3 separate regions of the Pan troglodytes genome follow, and all the other regions are linked to region 3. A link is a contact called in public Hi-C data. All regions are on one chromosome and are shown on one strand. The core of a region is the stretch at or near the end of the contact, and the rest is flanking DNA. Distances in the headings are between cores, read along the strand shown. Region 1 has its middle 12 kb from the start of SIK1. Region 2 has its middle 15 kb from the start of SIK1. Region 3 has its middle 70 kb from the start of CRYAA.

Region 1 (3,171 bases), core at 656-3,155, 210 kb after region 3:
CGCCCTTGTTGCCCAGGCTGGAATGCAGTGCCACGATCTTGGCTCACTGCAACCTCTACCTCCCGAGTTCAAGCGATTCTCCTGCCTCGGCCTCCCAAAGTGCTGGGATTACAGGCGCGCCACCATGCCTGGCAAATTTTTGTATTTTTAGTAGAGACGGGGTTTCCCCATTGTGACCAGGCTGGTCTCAAACTCCTGACCTCAGGTGATCCACTCGTCTCAGCCTCCTAAAGTGCTGGGATACAGGCATGAGCAACTGCTCCTGGCCATGTCCCATAATTGAATCTGTGCTACCAAATTTATATTTTATAAATATATATTTTTAAAAATTCCAGTTTGTAGCAAAGATGGTACTATGGTTTGAAAGTGTTCCCCAAAGTTCATGTGTCAGAAGCTTGATCCCCAACATGGCCGTGTTGGGAGATGCGGTCTCATGGGAGGTGTTTGGGCCGCAGGGGCACGATCCTCACAAGTGGGTTAATATTTTATTACAGCAAATATGCACTAAGTTTGTTGGCCTTTGTTGGGCCTGTTTATTACATCTTGGATTTTCAGTGACTTTTTTCTTCTACCTTAGTTTAAAACAGTGCACATGAAAGGATTTGGAATTTTAAAACTTTTTTCTTGATGATAAAATGGAATATATGATTATTATAAAAAATATATATGAATATAATACTAACATATAAGAAATAATTCATAATTCTACCACTCAGATATCATCACTCAGTATTTTGGTGCATTTTTTTCTAGTTGAATAGATGTAAATTTTTAAAAAATAAATTTGGATTGTACCCCATATGAACACTCTTATAGCCTCTCTTTCTATTTGTAGAAAGAGAATTCCATGTATCATATATAATTTAAATACATTATTCTTAATATCTAATATCTCAGGTTTAACATGTAACATTCCCATTTATTTAACATTTCTATTTGTAGACATTATTGTTTCTACACGTTACTATAAACAGTGTTATTGTGAGCATCTTTCCCAAAACTCTTAATTCCTATGTGAAATTTTTCCCTAGGATAAAGCCTTAAAAATGGAATTACCAAGTGAAAGAGGATAAAGTGTCTTAAAGCCTTTGATGTATGTTGCCAAACTGCTGGGGCACCCCTGACCTTAAACTGTGCCAACATTTAAGAATTTTCATTTTAAAAATATTTTGCTAAGTTCAGAAGTGGAAAATAATATCTGGATTAGTTTCCTAGGGCAGCCATAACAAAGTATAAAAAACAGGCAGTTCCAAACAACAGAAATGTGTCCTCCCACAGTTCTGGAGCCAGATGTCTGAAATCTGTGTGGGCAAGGCCATGTTCCCTCTTCAGCCTCCTGGCGAGATTCCTTTCATGCCTCTTCCAGCTTCTGGAGGTTCTCAGGGACACCTGTCAGTCGTTGGCTTACAGATCCCTCATCCAGTCTCTGCCACCATCTTCAGATGGGCCGGCTTTTCCCGGGGCCTCCCTCTCTTCTTATAAGGACACCAGGCATTCTGTATTTAGGACCCAGCCTACTCCAGTATGGTCTCACTCTAACTAGTTAATCTGCAACGACCCTATTTCCAAATAAGGCCATGTTCTTAGGTACAGGAGGTGAGGACTTAACATACCTTTCAGTAGGGGGACACAGTTCAATCCGTAATAGCATGCATTTATTGTAATGGGCAATTCTTGGATTTCCTTATGGAAAGTGATTCTTCTCTTCATGTTCATTGGCCATTTGTGTTTCGTATGAGTGTCAGTTCTTATTTTCTGCTCCATTTTCTATTAGTGGGTCTCAGTCAAGGCTCCCTTTATTGTGAGAGGCAGAAATGCAACTGAAACTGGTTTAAGCTAAAAGGAGAGTTGGTGGTTAACATAACTAAAGGGCCCAGGATATGCAGGCTTCAGGCTGAGCTCGACCCAGGCTCACACAATGTTTACCTGTTCTCTTCCCTTTTTTCAGCAGCATCCCTCAGTTCTACTTCCCTGCCTTGGCTTTGTTCTCAGGCAGGCTCATTCCAGTTTGTAGCAAAGATGGTGCTATGCTTTCAAAGTGTCCCCCAAAGTTCATGTGTCAGAAGCTTGATCCCCATCATGGCAATGGTGGGAGGTGGGGCCTAATGGGAGGTGCTTGGGTCATAGGGGTACGACCCTCACAAGTGGATTAATGCCATTATCTCAAGAGTGCATTCCTTATAAAAGGACAAGTTTGGCCCCATCTTGCGCTCTCTCTCTCTCTCCCCCTCTCTTTGTGTGTGTGTGTGTGTGTGTGTGTGTGCTCTCACTTTCTCACTCTTGCCCGTCTGCCTTCCACCTTGGGATGCTGCAGCAAGAAGGCCCTAACTAGATGCCAGTGCCATGCTCTTGGACTTCCCAGCCTCCCCAGGACATCTCTGTTCATTATAGATTACCCAGATTGTGATATTTTGTTATAGCTGCACAAAGCAGACTAAGACAGGTAGCTAACATCCTACTAGTTCACCGTCTACAGAGAAAGCATATCTTTTCCCTGATAGTCCCAGCCACGGTCCCAGGCAAGCCCTTCATTGGCCAGGTTTATGTCATGTTTAATCTCTGGAGGTGAAGAATTTAGGTCAGCACACCCAAATAATCTGGACTAAGGGCAGGAGGGGGTGGTTCACTGGGGGCTATTACAAAGGAAGGAGCCACAGATTCCTTTGCACGGGCAAAATCAAAAGATGGGCCCCTAGTACGGAAATGCTTATTTATTCTGAGAACTCTTTTTATATTAAAGGCATGAATCCTTTACCTCTTTCTTCCATGTTTTTTTCTTAGTTATTTGTCTCTGTGGGTTTTTTTTACAGGAGGCCAAACGCTGCCTTGTGAGTGTGGCATTCCTGGGGCACATCTGCCATATAGCATCACTGCATAATAACGTCCAACAGGAGCATATTGCCAGGACACATTCTCTGGGCGTGAACAAAAAAAACAAACCTGTGGCTAGTACTTCAGTCAGTGAATTGGCATTCGAAAGCGTGTCGTCATTAGTACAGACGTCAGCGGTGAATGAGAAAGCAAAGAACCCGTGGCTGCACCTAATAAAAGGCCGGCAGGGAGATAAAAGCTACCGTGGTTGTGCAATGATGGGACAAAATGCCCAGGGTCACTGGTCCAGGTGCAGGTTTTGAGTCCTCACTCAAAAATGAGATAAGGAATGTGACTTTG
Region 2 (3,179 bases), core at 147-2,646, 190 kb after region 3:
GAAGGCCTCCGCTCCCACCCCTGCCAGAGGAGGCGCGTCCACGACGGAATAAGCAGGCGGTCAGGTCGCCAACAATCCGGTCAACCACAGTGCTTCTTCCCTGGTGGGTGTCTGGCCCCGTTCTTGCTGGGGATGGTGCTCGGGGATGCCACCGCTGTGCACCCTGCGTGTCCCGCCCTTGTCACGGGAGCGGCCTGCTGACCCGGAGCACGTGTGGCCGTCGCGTCAACAACAAAGGGCTGCAAAGCTGCAGCACCAGAACGCAGACTCAGGCGTGCAGCAACGGAGGCCACGTTCTCAGCCACCGTGCCACTCTGCATGTCAGCTGGCTGGGCGTGCCTCCGTCTTGTATTAGCAAGGACACGGCAGTCACTTGATTTGCTTTGGTTGAAGCTCCAGGCAGTACCTGGCCCCTCACCAGACTGAAAAAGAAAGTCCCAGAACCCCAGAGCCCTGCATGGCTCAGAAGTGCCATCGAGTACTAGGGGTGCGCCAAGGGTGCGCCAGGGCCCGGCTCAGCCCGGCCAAGCCCCAGCAGGAAGGAACATGTCCTCAAAGAGAACATCCTGCAAAACGCCCAGGGCGGGTGGGGGATGCTCACGGTGCCAGACGTGGGCTAGGGGCCATAAAGGACCCTCAGGCAAGGGGCAAACACACCCATGGGTGTGGCCAGCTCCCTCTACCCATCGGGACCTCCCCAGTGGAGGGACTGAAATGACTCAGGAGCAGATCAAGGAGCCCAGGGCAGAATTCTGGGGTCCTACAAGGCCTGTGGATGGCTCCCCGAGGGGGGCTCCAACTTGCAACCTGAGAAGTCTAAGCCTCTATCACCATCATCATCGCCATCGTCTTCGCCACCATCAGGAGTTCTGGAAGAAGCGCCCAAGCATGGGAGACACAGGGATGGTTTCGCCAATGCTGTGTGTTAAGGAGCTGCTACCTGCTGGGGCTGCTTCAGTACCCTGGAGCACCGTGAGACACAGCTGTCCCCACGAGGAGCTGACCACTGGGTCGGGGAGCTGAGACACGGGCAGGTCACACCCTGAATTCGCATGCACGACACGACAAGAGGTTCCGACTCGAGGTTCCTGGTTTCTAAGGCTCCCAAACAATAAACACAGGTGCCCTCAGCACAGCCGCCCGGCTCCTTGTTCAGCAGATGCCACACAGCCCAACCTTGGTGTCCTGAGGCGGCCCCACTCTAAGCGGGGTGGAGTGATGAGGCTGCCTGGAGACAGAGCAGCTCCGTGGGCCCCCAGCTCCCCTGCCAGATTCCCCCACATAGGCATGGCCCGAGCAGGCACCTCCGTTCGCTCAGGAGTGCTCGGCCCTGGTTTGGCCTCCCTGTCAGACAGCCTCAAGCCACTAAGCCAGCGGCAGCCACAGCCAGGACCTCAGAGGCTACTGCTTTGTTCTTAGAGACAGCAAAACCGCAGAGATGACTCAGAAGACAAAGAGCCCCCTCCCCGGCCTCTCCCACCATCCAGCTGCCTGAGGGGCTGTCGCAGGGCAGGCTCTCCCGAGGGCCAGGACGCCCTGTCTGAGCAGGGCTCCAGGAACAATGAGGCTGGCCCCGGCCACACTTATGCCCAGCCAACCTCAGCACCGACAGTGGCCTGCCCTGTGCCTGCCCCTGCCCATGGCTCCTGCCTGCTCTCCTCATGGGAACTGCTGCGCACTCACTGAGCATCTGCCTCCTTGAGAAAAAACTTTGTTTTCTTCTTAAAAACATTGTGGGCCCGGCGCAGTGGCTCACGCTTGTAATCTCCACACTGTGGGAGGCTGAGGTGGGCAGATCACTTGAGGTCAGAAGTTCGAGACCAGCTTGGCCAACATGGTGAAACCCCATCTCTACTAAAAATACAGAAATTAGCCCGGCATGGTGGTGGGGGCCTCTAATCCCATCTACTCCGGAGGCTGAGGCAGGAGAATCGCTTGAACCCAGGAGACGGAGGTTGCTGTGAGCCAAGATCACGCCACTGCACTCCAGCCTGGGTGACAAAGCAAGGCTCAAAAAAAAAAAAAAAAAAAAAGTAGTAAAATACACGTAACATACAATGTATCGTTTTAACCATTTTTTGGTACACAGTTGAGTGCGTTAAGAACGTTCATACTGCTTTGCAGCCATCGCCACCGCCCAACTCCAGCACTTTTCATCCTCTTAAACTGCAATTCCCACCCATTCATCTCTGGCTCAGCAGCCCCTCTCCAGCCCCCGGCACCCCCCACTCCCCCTTCTGTCTCTGTGAATCTGTCCCCTCTAGGGCCCTCGCGTGTGTGTTCTTTTCCTCTAGGGCCCTCGCGTGTGTGTTCTTTTATGACGGGCTTGTTCCACTGAGCACAGCATCCTCAGGGTCCGTCCTCGCTGGCAGCCATGCTGGGCTCTCCTTTTGTACGGCTGAGGCCTATTCCACTGTCGGCATGGACTACATCTTCTTTGTTTGTTTTTTTTTTTTGAGACAGAGTTTCGCTCTTGTTACCCAGGCTGGAGTGCAATGGCACCATCTCGGCTCACCACAAACTCCGCCTCCTGGGTTCAAACGATTCTCCTGCCTCAGCCCCCCCGAGTAGCTGGGATTACAGGCATGCACCACCATGCCCCGCTAATTTTGTATTTTTAGTAGAGATGAGGTTTCTCCATGTTAGTCAGGCTGGTCTCAAACTCCCAACCTCAGGTGATCCACCCACCTCGGCCTCCCAAAGTGCTGGGATTATAGGCGGGACCACATCTTCTTGATCCCTTCATTGGCTGACGGCCCCTCGGGCTGCTTCCTAGTATGGCTGTCGTCATGCTGCTGTGAACATGGGTGTACAGACCTCTCTGGGCCCTGCCTTCGGTTCTTCAGGGTCCATACCATTAGGAGGAGCGGCCGGATCAGGTGGTGGTTCTAATCTTTGAGGAGCTGGTACACTGCTCTCCCATAAAGGCTGCGCCATTTGACCCTCCCACCAACAGCGCACAAGGGGTCCACTTTGGTAAGGACCACCTTAATGGGAGCGAAGAGGTTGAAGAGCTTTTTTTAACCAAAATATCCACCAGGTGACAACATGAACAAGTCCTTTGTTCTCATAAAGCAGCAGTGTGTGCCTTCTTGCTAGAAGGTGGTGAAGTCTTTCAGAGACCAGGAAATGGTTTGGCTGTGAGATTCTTCCAACTGCTTAATTTATAACCAGACTCA
Region 3 (3,385 bases), core at 783-3,282:
AGGCCCCAGCCAGCCAATGGCAAGGCCTGGAGACCTAGGCTCCCACCCTGAAGTCATCTCAAGCCAATGGCAAGGCCTGGAGACCCGGGCTCCCACCCTGAAGTCATCTCAACGGGCCCAGCCTCAGGAGCTGCCTGTGCTGGGGCCTGGGGCTGCTTTGTACCCAAGACCCCTTCAGAGTCACAGGTGAGTGGCCAGATTCCACCCCCACCATGCCCGCCCCGCCAGGGCAGGAGGCCACGTGGATGTGAGCTTTAATGCAGGGCGCAGCTCTGGCCATGGTGCCCAGCCACTTTCCTGGAGTCTGAGCAGCTGCCAAGGCTCTCTGGTGGCTGCTCCTACCCACATGGCTCCCATGGGCTGCTGTTGGAGAGCTTCTGAAGCCGGGAGGATGCCTGCTCCCCTTGCCTCCTTTCCAAGCTCGCCTCTGCGCACCCACTGCTAGGCCTGGGACTCACACCAGCCTTCTCCGTGGGTGCTGCTGCCAGCTCTCTGCCCTCTGGGCCTCCCTCTCCCTCGCCTGGCCTTCTGAGGGCCGAGGCTCTGATCACCTCTCCCCCGCTTCCCATTGTGTGGCCTGGCGTCTGAGGCCCCTGTGGTCTGACTGCCCCACTGCTCCCTGGTATGCATTCAGGTTGAATTCAGAGAGCTCTGCGTGCCAGTGTCCAGCCCCATTCACCAGGGCACACGGCCATCGTGGAAAGATGGGATTGGCCAGTACTTCCCAAGCCTGCCAGGCCGGGAGAACCACCTGCAGTGCGTTGCAAATACAGACTCCTGGGCCCCGCTCACACCCACTTAGAGTCTGGAGGGGCAGAGTCCAGGGAGCTGGGCTTTTGGTGCCTCCAGGTGAGCCCTATGATCAGGTGCAAGTGGGAGATGCTGCGGGACAGCGGCGCCTCCTCAGGTTAGGGCAGCGGGGGAGAGAAGTCTCACTGGAAGCTGCCTCTCCAGTCTTGGGGCTCAGCTTCTCGATCTCCAGGGAGGCTCTCCCTCATCCCACTGCTGGGGACGCTGGACTCTGGAGTGAAAATGACCCACGCTCTCCTCTGCTCCCGTTTTCACCTTGGGCATCATTGTCATCATCATTATGAGCAGCAGCCGGAAAAGCATTAATGGAGCACTTGCTGTATGCCAGGCCTTGCGCCTGCTGCGCTTGTAACGGCAATTCTCATGCAGCCTGCACAGCAGCCTGTAGCCTGTTTCTATTGTTAGCTGAGGACACCGAGGCTTAGAAATGGAGTCACCTGCCTGGTGTCCTCAGCTGGTGAGGGCTTGGGCCAGGTGCACCCTGTCTGTTTGACCCCAAAGCCAGGGCTCAGCACCGCTGGGCAGATGATTACTGCAATGTCACACATAATGTGAAAATTGGGAGGCGCTGAGGAAGCCTGAGGCACTGGTCCCTTTCTTCTGGTGACATGCTGGGTGACTTTGGACAGATCTATCAACCCCTCTGAGTATTCGATGTCCGTCTTTGCCAGTTGGCTGAAGCTGGGAGACCGAGTGCCTGCAGGGAGCCTCCAGCCCCCAGTTCCTTTCAATCATCACCAGCGTGCCTCACACTAACCACCAGGTGGCAGCAGAGGACTTGCCTGGCCGCCGAGACCTTGGCCGCAGGAGACTTGCCGAACCTCAGCCTTAAAGGTCACCTTCACTCTTCAAGACAGTGGGAAGCGGCCTCAGCAAACATCCGCAGAGGGCCTGGCTCCGGGAGCCTCTGGGCTGCGTGCTGCCAAGCTGTGGGAGACCCACCCTGACCCCCGGGGAGCTAGTGTCCAGCAGGGGAGACTGAGATGGGAAGACACAAAAGCCGTGCTGGAAGCCAGTGGTGTTTCTTTACCATAAGCAGTTTTGGGGTTTCATTTGCTTGTCTGTAAAATCACTTGAAAAAGGAGGCGTCACTGTGTGGAAGGCCAGGGCTGTGCTGGGGTCCCTGGGGGCTCTGGCGGGGTTTCCTCCGTGCAGAATGACGTCACTCCCCGGCTTCCGGCCCAGGTCAGCTCTTCCTAGGAAGCCTCTTGTGAAGAGCAGCCCCCGTCCCGCCCACACCCGCAGAGGCCTGTGAGTGGGGCAGGGCGGTAAGTGTCCCTGGCAGGCAGCCTCAGCTGACGCGGTGTTGGGGTCACAGGGCCAGAGGTCCTGCCAGCCAAGGCTGCATGTGGCTGTCTGAGAGGGGGCTGAGACAGAGATGCAGGCACAGGTGCCAGACAGTGCCAGCTTGGAAGGAGGAGGCATCAGGAGAGCCGAGGGGTTGAGGGACAAGGAGCTGCTTGCTGGGGGCAGGGCGGCCTTCTCTCTACAGGGGAGGCACCTGCCTCCTGCTCTGCCCTTGGCCTCCAGGATGGGAGCTGGGAAAGGAGTCTCCCTTCAGGGGAGGGACCCGTGGCAGGGGCTAGTGAAGGCTCCGTCAGCATTAGCTCCCAGGCTGCTGGGGAGGCCAGAAGGCCCTGCTCTGTGGGATTTCCTCTGAGACCCTGGGCTAAGGACTGAGTTTGCAGGGGCAGGAAATGTGGGCGGGCCCCAAACCTGCTGTGCAGGCTGCTGCCATTAGAACAGAACAGAAGGAAAGGTACACATTGCATCCATGCACACACACACACAGTGTGCCCATATGCACAGAACACACATGCACATAGAAGCACAATGTTTGCACAGTGTGCACCCATGCACAACACACCATGCACACTCGTGCACAACACACAAAACACATGCTCACACACCTCACACATGTGCGCACAAATGCACAACACAAACACACATGCAACATACAAACACATGTACACACATCACACAATACATGTGGACACATACGGACACACAGAAGCACATAACACCTATGCGTGCACAAATGCCCACATGCACACCTACACAAACATACACTCACACAGCCCACAGGAAGACGCACACACCACTATCATGGCCATGGCCAAGCTCTGGGCTGTTACTTCATTGCACGGCTGCCCTCTGTGTCTGATTTGTACTTGACCGTGAGAGACCCCTTTCCACCCTCCAGCTTAGGGGAGCCCCCTCCTGTGTGCTGCTCAGCAGCCTCTTTGACATCTAGCTGCCTGGGCCCTGGCATTCCTCGTGCCACCTGCAGAGACGTCAGAGAGCGGGTATGAGGGAGGAGCGGGTATGAGGGAGGGGCCGTGTGGCAGCTCAAGGACGCCCCAGGGGCACCGGGAGGGAGGGGCAGTGAAGAGAGGGGGTGGCTCATTATTCTGCTGAGCTGTCTGCCCCGGGAGCCTGTGAGCGCTGTGCCTTTACCTTGGCCAGGAGTGAGAGAAATCAATTTCCAAAGCATCCTGGCTGGAAAATCTTGCTTTCCAGAGCAGTGTGGGTCTCCCAGCAGGGCTCCCGAAGGCCCTGACGCAGAATTGCAGAT

The links. A called contact is a pair of places that touch in the nucleus more often than the background predicts.
Region 1: a Hi-C map of induced pluripotent stem cells shows a contact between it and region 3, with 2.1 times the contacts expected there. The contact joins two enhancer-like sites.
Region 2: a Hi-C map of stem cell-derived neural progenitor cells shows a contact between it and region 3, with 2.8 times the contacts expected there. The contact joins two enhancer-like sites. A contact is called at or near these places in 1 of 7 Hi-C or Micro-C datasets (stem cell-derived neural progenitor cells) and 1 of 1 datasets of contacts at active chromatin or transcription factors (stem cell-derived excitatory neurons).

Annotation. Positions count from the first base shown.
Region 1 is chr22:44,036,901-44,040,071 of NHGRI_mPanTro3-v2.0_pri, forward strand. No RefSeq gene overlaps it. Among named protein-coding and RNA genes, the nearest start is that of SIK1, 12 kb to the left of the region's middle. Within about 2 kb of position 1,906, at least 2 of the 24 cell types and tissues checked have an H3K27ac peak or open chromatin away from gene starts, as enhancers often do. A contact at or near this core is called in induced pluripotent stem cells, where this site is marked.
Region 2 is chr22:44,009,500-44,012,678 of NHGRI_mPanTro3-v2.0_pri, forward strand. No RefSeq gene overlaps it. Among named protein-coding and RNA genes, the nearest start is that of SIK1, 15 kb to the right of the region's middle. Within about 2 kb of position 1,397, at least 6 of the 24 cell types and tissues checked have an H3K27ac peak or open chromatin away from gene starts, as enhancers often do. A contact at or near this core is called in stem cell-derived neural progenitor cells, where this site is marked.
Region 3 is chr22:43,823,094-43,826,478 of NHGRI_mPanTro3-v2.0_pri, forward strand. No RefSeq gene overlaps it. Among named protein-coding and RNA genes, the nearest start is that of CRYAA, 70 kb to the left of the region's middle. Within about 2 kb of position 2,033, at least 11 of the 24 cell types and tissues checked have an H3K27ac peak or open chromatin away from gene starts, as enhancers often do. A contact at or near this core is called in induced pluripotent stem cells and stem cell-derived neural progenitor cells, where this site is marked.